Regions from separate parts of the Rattus norvegicus genome. Here region 2 is linked to region 1. A link is a contact called in public HiChIP or PLAC-seq data. All regions are on one chromosome and are shown on one strand. The core of a region is the stretch at or near the end of the contact, and the rest is flanking DNA. Distances in the headings are between cores, read along the strand shown.

Region 1 (3,941 bases), core at 566-3,065:
GAGGAGAAAGCCGCGAGTCTAAGGTGAAAGATGAGGAGATGAGGTACTGTCTCCGGTAGTTCTGTGGAGATAAAAAGCTAATCCCGATCAAACCAAGGCTGAAATCCTCCCAGCCCACACCAAGTCAAGGTCAGACACCATTAGCCAATCAAGTAGGAAGCGGATAGGTTTTCTGAATTGAATGAGAAACAGACAGAGCGGCTGGCTGAGGTAGACAGAGAATAGAAGTGAGGGAAAGAGTGGAGAAAGAAGGAGAAAAGGCCCCTGGTAGAGAGGAACAGATGGACCGACAGTGAATGGGACAAAGATGGGAAGGGTGGGGGTGAGAGGAGGAGTAGCCTTTCCTTCTAGTTATGCTTCTTGACAGATTTCAGTATCCAAAGTGAGGGGAGAAAAACATCTTGAGAAACATCTTGAAAGGTTTGCATCCGGCATTTGGGGGTGGGCTGGAGAACCAGGTCCAGCTGCCAATGGAGGGCTTCCTTGGAGTCTGCAAGGCAGCAGCTTGGCCTAACCTTGAGGACAACGGTGTTTATTTGTGATGGAAAGATAAGCGAGACAGCCAGGCTCCACCCCTCAGTCCCATGGAAGCCGAGTGGGCACTGCCTCGAACAAAGAGCACAGTAAGGCTACAAGCATTTGGTTTTGATTAAGGGATATTCAGGACTGTAAAGTCCTATTAAAATAAGCACAAAAACATTTTAAAGGGCCATCCTCCCTCCTTCTCTTTCTCTCCCCGCAACCACCTCGATTTATATTGTTAATCTTTCTTCCTGGACGGCTCCTCACAAATGCCTTTTGTTTTCTTGTGTGATTTCTACGTGCCAGGACTCTAAGCAAGGGAGCAACGAGGTCCTGTTCTGGCATGCTTTCAAGTTTCTTCCATAGGAGATGAAGGCTTGTTACTATGCCTTCAAGGGTATAGATTTAGAGGCTGCCAAACTGTCCGGAGGTAATTCAAATGCCGGGAAATGTTGGAACCCACCCTGGCCTCCTGCTCCTATGAGTGCCCTGGCACTTACCCTACTCAGAGGAAACGAAACCAATTTGGGAACGTGAAGAGAGAATAAACAGGCAATTAAAATGGCCATCTCTCCTGGTTTCTTCCTTTAGCTCCCCGCTACACACACTTTTCCTTTAACACTGCATCCCAGGCTGTAAGCTTACGATGAAATGGGCCTGGTTAATTATAACAACTTAGGAAAGATTGCTGTCTTTTCACCACAGTGACTATTGGGAGCTTTGAGTCTTTGGCGGGGAGGGAGTGGTAGAGGTGGGGGGCTTTCTAAGATTGGAGAGAGAGGTAGATAAACTTCAAGCAAAGCCATCATTTTGGAAGAACCGCTATTTTTATATTGTTTTGCAAACCCTTCACCAGAGTGAGCATCGCAGAAATGGTACTTTCAATTTCTCTATCTTCCTCCTTTATACATAGACAAATAAAAATGAATCTTTCCAGAGGCAGGATGTTCGCCAATTCTATATGCTCTTCAGATGGCTTGTTTTTATGCAGCTTAAAGCATAACCTATCATTTTTATTCAAAACTCCATCTACTGAGTTCTCTCTCTCTCTCTCTCTCTCTCTCTCTCTCTCTCTCTCTCTCTCTCTCTCTCTCTCTCTCTCTCCCCCCCCCCCCCAAGCCTTAAACATCAAGAAGCCCAGCTACATGTTTTGTTCCAGAGACTGCTAAAGACCAAATGATGCCGATAGCACACCCATCTGGCTTGTTTTCAGATCCTCAGAGAAGGGCTTCAGAGAGCCCCCTCCAGTGGGAGGAACTAGGTGACTGGGAATAAGCCTTGTCTTTGTTTGCGATCAGCTTCTTGCGTTCATCTCAGGAAGACTCTTTAATATCCACGGGGAAATCTACCTCTAAATGAAGCCCGCCTAGCAAACAGGAGCGTGGTTGTCGGTGCTTTGAAATCTTTACACTGAAGATTCGGTTTCAGTGTGAAGAAAACATTAGCATCTCACGTCTCTCTTCGTCTTTTTTTTTTGTCTGCTTCCCCATTCCTTTTACTTAATTCTAAACACTGAGTGGATTTTTGTATGCTCCATCCTCGAAGCAGATGCTAAAAAAAAAAAAAAATAGCAGCCAACCTGTACATGCAAGGGGAATAGACTTCATGTCAGAGAAAAATTAAGACCTCGGCATCGCATTGTTTCCATAATCTAGATGCTGTGTGTGGAGAATAAATACCACAGGAATACCAAAGAGAAGCTCATGCGAGAGGGCAGGGATGAATATTGAAATCTATAAAATGACCAGTGTCCAAAATAGTAATAGTTCAGGGAAGTATTTTGACATCTAAACTGACCTCCATTCTCCTCGGATGCGAGCATGCTTGAATTAGTGGAACTGGTGTGAAGAAACACATCATTACCATGAATCTCAAGACCCTGCTCTCATCCCCCCCATTGTTCATAATTACCCATCCTTCCAATCCCAGAGTAAGAAGGGGATACAAGCACAAGAATTTGAGTCAGCGGCACCTGTATGGCCATCTTTGCTTGGTCACTTCCTGTCCCTGTAGTTTTAGGAGTCCAAGTGGATCTTTTTGGGCTTCCACAAGTAACCATAACAAGGGAAAACCAACCGATCCATGCTTGCAGAAGGGTAGAAAGGAGTACATGATAATAAATACAATAATGATCCTTAATATAGCTAATATTGCTAAACTGTATCAGTCACAGTTATAAAAGGTTGGCATTAGGATGGATAGTTGAGTTAATTTATGCAAATTAAGTAATATATTTAGGCTTAACTTGTGGTCAGTGTGCTTGGTCATTATAGTAATGACCCCAGTATCCTCATAATCACTATCTAAGTCTAGAATTGGTATTAGATATTTTTATGCAATTGAGGAAACTAAGTCACAAAAATAAATAACTTAGAGGATATTATATATAGGAAACACAGCTTTAGTAGACACTTTGGCTCCAAAGTCTATACTTTTAACCCAGTAGAGGCTCTCTAAAGTCTCTATAAAACATGATCTAAAATATATTGTGTATGTGTGCCTGCAAACACTAACACATAGTTGATTGCCTATATTAAATAATAAAGTATTCAGATTAAGTTTCTAGCTCCCAAATCAGCCATTCAAGTAAGGACTGAAAGTAGCAACTGGGAATTGGCCTCATTTCTATTCTAAAATCCTCGGATTCTCATCTTACTACCTTCCTGCCCATATTTTCCTTTCCGGCTGATGGGGGTTGTTGAGCAGGGCTTTGTGTGAGTTTACAAAGCAGCAACAATGACACGAGGGAGTCCAGGCGCGTGTTAACCACAGACACACAAAAAAACCCCGTCGTCGTAAACGGTGTGCATCTTAACGCGGTGCTTCAGTCTTTACGTAAGATTAATTAAAGAGCAGCTGTTCTGTCATAGCCTGAGTTAGGTACGGTTATCTTTGAGATTCCAGCTCCTCCATTTGCTGGGTTTTAATTTGCATCATTATGCATTTTGAGCCCGGGGCATGAGTAGTCAAGTGGTAAACATTAGCTATACTGCACTGTATTTCCAGATGCACCTTCACTATTAGGCTGACTAATAGAATTCAATTCTATTTTCAGCTGAATCCTCTCAATTTTCATTTGCTTTTGACATGTTACATGGCAGGAGGAGAGAGCAAGGGAAAATGAGGGCTAAAGAGAGGCATCTATAGGCCAGTCTGCACAGGCCTCAGGTCGACAAGACAGCCCCCTTCTGTTGGGTTTTGACCATGCACTAGTATGTCCTTGGTTTTATAAGGAGCTGTAGAGACGAGCCTAAAATTTTCCTTTCCAGCTACACAGTAGAGGTTGAATGCTCCCCCATAGAAGGAGGCCTGGCTGCTTTTGTTGTTAGGAATTGGGAGGCATCAGAGCAGATTCTGATTTTTTTTTTAAATGCAACTCCTGAAAACTGATGTCAGGAAACTTTTCAGGCTGTGATCAA
Region 2 (3,941 bases), core at 785-3,284, 230 kb before region 1:
CCTAAGGCTGAATTTATGTTTTTATTTATAACTGACATACCTTCTTTGCAGAGATTCCCACTGAAATTTTGTGAACATTATTTTAATTGCGTCTGGCCTTTCACTCCACATACAATATCTACAGTTAATGCAAGGAATGAGTGAAGTTCAGCAGTGAGTTGGACTAATTTCTTGTTCATTACTTCCCTATGCATCTCACGTCAACATCCCAGCTTAACTTTGCCCTTTTTCTTGAATATTCTCTAGGGATTATTTTCTTCAGAGGGTATGGGTTGTACCTTTCCTGAGTTCATTCATCTCTATAAAGATCTTTATTTCATTCTCACTTTCTAATGAAATTTTAGTTATAGAGTTCTAGACTTGAAGTAGTTTTCATCCAGTAAAATTTTATCTTTCATGTAGCTACTGCAGTGGTTCATGAAAAAACCTGATTGACTTTGTAGACAGGTGAAGTTTTTTTTTTTTCTTTTCCTAGATGTTTGCCCCTCCACTCCCAGCTGAGGTGTTGCAATTCCTCTCTTTGGCTATTGTTTTAACATTTAATTTTTTGGGAGTGTTGCCTTACTTTATTTCTAATAACCGTTTTTTGTTTGTTTTTTTTTTAAATTTGTTTCCTCTAAAACATCCAAGAGCTCACTGTTAAAGCTGTTGGGGTCTGTTCTCCATGATTCTTGACCTTCAAAAACTTGAATTCCTTCTCTGCTGTTTTCTGGGGAAATTCTTGGTCCCAAATCTTCAGACCACTCTTCCTCTTTCCAGTTGTGCCAGTTTTATAATTCAATCGACTATTCATTTTCGTCTGTTAATTAATGGCCCTGTTAAAGCATTTCCTTGATCTTTAGTTTGCATGGATAAAATGGATAAATGGATTAAAACTCCATTTATCTCTGTAGGTTGAGATTTTCTTCTCTTTAAACCCCTGTTCTGCTGTCAGTCACTTAATTGTTCATTGGACATAGGATCCGAATTTGCAGTTCCTCATCACAGTGATGGCTTGCCTCAGATCTTCCGGGGAGAGTGGGTGGACAATCCATCTTTGCAGCCAAGTTGCTATGTTTATCTCCACCCTATTGGCTGCTACCACCTGGTAGAAAGGAAGAGAGGAGCTTTGTCTTGGATGTACTTCCCCTTTCTTTCCAAGGAGGCCTGAGAAGGAATGAGACATATGTCTGGACAGCTTTAAGGGATGACCTCAGCTCTGGTATGGGTGCCCTCCCACTACATATTACCAGTGTGTCTAACTTCTTCATTTTTAAAATCTGAATTCTTACAGTGTTTTTGCCTAGAGGCAAGCACCTCTGGAATGGCCAGGTACTCTTCAGGGGAAAGGGACGGAAGTCAGACTGATGCTTCCCCACAACGCCAGGTATGTCCCTCTGTCTACTCTTCTTTGTAGCCACCCTTGATTGGGAAGTGAACATTTTCTAGAGTGTTCCTCCATGGGAGAAGCTATACTCCCCACATTCATAGTAATCCCTCTGCTTTCTGATTTTTAAGGAACTCATTACCGCTTCTAGAAAGACCAAGGGCTTGATTTTGTTAGTTTGGAGTCTCATTTTGGATTTAGTTTAAAAAAGAAATCATTCTCTGTGGGGCTTTCAGATTTAGTATGGGAAAAGAAGCTGCAGAGAGGTCGTGTCTTGTAACAAAAATCAGTGTTGCTTTATTGGAAGGCAGAGTCCTCTGGCCCTCACATTCTCCTCCTTCTGTTCAACCCTCCAATTGAGAGAAAGAAACAGTGACAGAGATGAACTTGGAGAGTCCTTTGAGAGACGCATTTCAGGAAGGGGCACCTCTTCAGTAGCTTGGGACTGTTTATCCTATTTACATGTCTTGTAATGACAGGTGCCACCTGCAGCAAAGGAACAAAGGAGGTCTTTTTCAGAAGTATGGGACAGAACCAGAAGCTCAGCTATAGACAAACCCCAGCTGGCTTCTTTTCACCCTGTCAATAAAAGGCCCTGTGCTTGCACTGTGGCTCCATTATCCGCTGCAGCTTCAACGCCAGGACAGGCTCCTCCTACCTCCGTCGCTGACAGCCGCTCTTCAGCTGAGCCCCGCTTCCTGGTGCAAAGGCAGCTGCGCACACTCCACATGGTCTTGGAGTGTCTTCTTCTTTCCTCAGACTTGCCGAGGGCAGCAAGACATTTCTTTCAAGAGTGCTGCTCCAAAGCAGGCCCAGAGTCTGGCTTTCTGGCTTGTCATCTCAGTATTCTTTTACCTCTAGACTCACTTTTCACTTTTCATCTTAGAGATACCACGACAATCGTCAATAAGCAACCCTGGAGCGAGGCCTTGAGTCCCTTGGACACAGCTGGAAAAGTTCATATTCTAGGCAGGTGTCCCTGCAGAAGGGTGAGTTCCCGCGCGGAGTGGACAGCTACGGTTCTTTCCTATATCCTGGTAACAGCAATCCATACTCCTTTGAGAAAGTACGACTTCTCTCTTACAGTGTGACTTTGGAGAGATCTATCAGCAATCCAAGAGTTGTGTGTTTGCCATGTTAGCCAGACTAGCTCAATGTCTCCAGTCATAGAGGCAATTAAATGGTGGTCTTGGAGTGGGCCTGTGAGGTGAGTCCTCCCTCAGGGTTGATGACAATGAAGCAACACTGTTTGCTGAGTGATAGGGTCCTTCTCATTCAAGCCAACAGTGTGCTTATGTATGGGGATGGGTCTAATTGGGTTATGGTAAGAGAAATCCAGCAGATCAGCTTTTTACCAGGACACAAGAAGAAGCTGGCAGCCACTGTCAGGAAGGGGGACCTTCCTAGAACTGACCGCACTGGCACACTGTCTCAGACTGGTGGCTTCCAGAATAGTGAGACACCAATTTCTGTCCCTTCAGCCACTCAGCCTGTGGGTCTTTGTTGTAGCAACCAGAAGGGATTAAGATAAACAGTGGGGGAGACATTTTTCTTTCAGCTCCATCGTCCTCCGTGAGGATGTAAGCATGATGCTGCCTTCCCAGGCTACCTGCTTCTCCTACCCACATCACACATCTCACGTTCTCACACACAAGAAGCTCCTACAGAGGTGAAATGGCGTTGATATTAGGGAGGGAGAGTCAAGAGAAATGAAGGGACTCAGGCAGAGCAATGATGAGCACGCACATGCGCGCGCGCACACACACACACACACACACACACACACACACACACACACACTATTTGCATATGGTTTGTAACTAAAGAACTCCTTTAACTACTTGCCTTCTTTTGTTCCTAGGAAATGCTTAGTTAGTTTTCCTCCAGGAACTAACCCAAGGTTCTGAATTCCTCCAGACACTATAAGGGTCCCAGCACACTGTAAGAGACTTATAGACAGCCTTGCCAAGGTTATTTGTTTTGACTTCTTCTTCCTTTTTAATCTGTTAGATTGTGAGTTCTTTGAAAGCAATGATGTGTGTCTAACTCATGTCTAAAGCAGGCAGGGCTAGATATTGGGCAGAGTATTTTAGCCACCATGAGAGAAGCCCTGGTGTAAGCGTGGGGTGGGTCAGAAGGTATTTTTTTCATTAAGAAAGCTTACTTCTGATATCAAATCATGTATCACTGTCTTCCAAGTCTGTTCCCTGATGGAAGTTTTCTCATTGCCTTTCAGCAGCAGGAAGAGATCTAGACTGTTCTTTATCATTTCAATGTTTTAGACTATAATTATTTTATGCATAACAATGGCTTTCATTAGGATGTTTTTGTACACATACAGAATCTATTCCAGTCCTCTCAGCTTTTGTTCCATTACCTTCTCCTGTGCTCTTCTTACTCTCATATGTTCCTTCCCTCTTTCTAACTAGACCTCCCTCATGGTACCTTTTGGTACATATGATTCAGTGAGGTTAGGGTCATGTAGAGGAATATGGGCAGGCACCTGTTAAGAGGAGCATGTGCACCTTACCAGCAGACACCACTGAAGAAGTTGTCTGTCTTTCCCCATCAAGTA

Evidence for each region. HiChIP or PLAC-seq counts read pairs in DNA pulled down with a chosen protein or histone mark.
Region 2: an H3K27ac HiChIP or PLAC-seq map of oligodendrocytes shows a contact between it and region 1, with 4 times the contacts expected there. The contact joins two enhancer-like sites. A contact is called at or near these places in 1 of 12 Hi-C or Micro-C datasets (the A7r5 cell line) and 1 of 1 datasets of contacts at active chromatin or transcription factors (oligodendrocytes).

Annotation. Positions count from the first base shown.
Region 1 is chr5:73,813,000-73,816,940 of GRCr8, reverse strand. No RefSeq gene overlaps it. Among named protein-coding and RNA genes, the nearest start is that of Hint1l1, 380 kb to the right of the region's middle. Within about 2 kb of position 1,815, at least 2 of the 93 cell types and tissues checked have an H3K27ac peak or open chromatin away from gene starts, as enhancers often do.
Region 2 is chr5:74,042,589-74,046,529 of GRCr8, reverse strand. No RefSeq gene overlaps it. Among named protein-coding and RNA genes, the nearest start is that of Zfp462, 420 kb to the left of the region's middle. Within about 2 kb of position 2,034, at least 14 of the 93 cell types and tissues checked have an H3K27ac peak or open chromatin away from gene starts, as enhancers often do.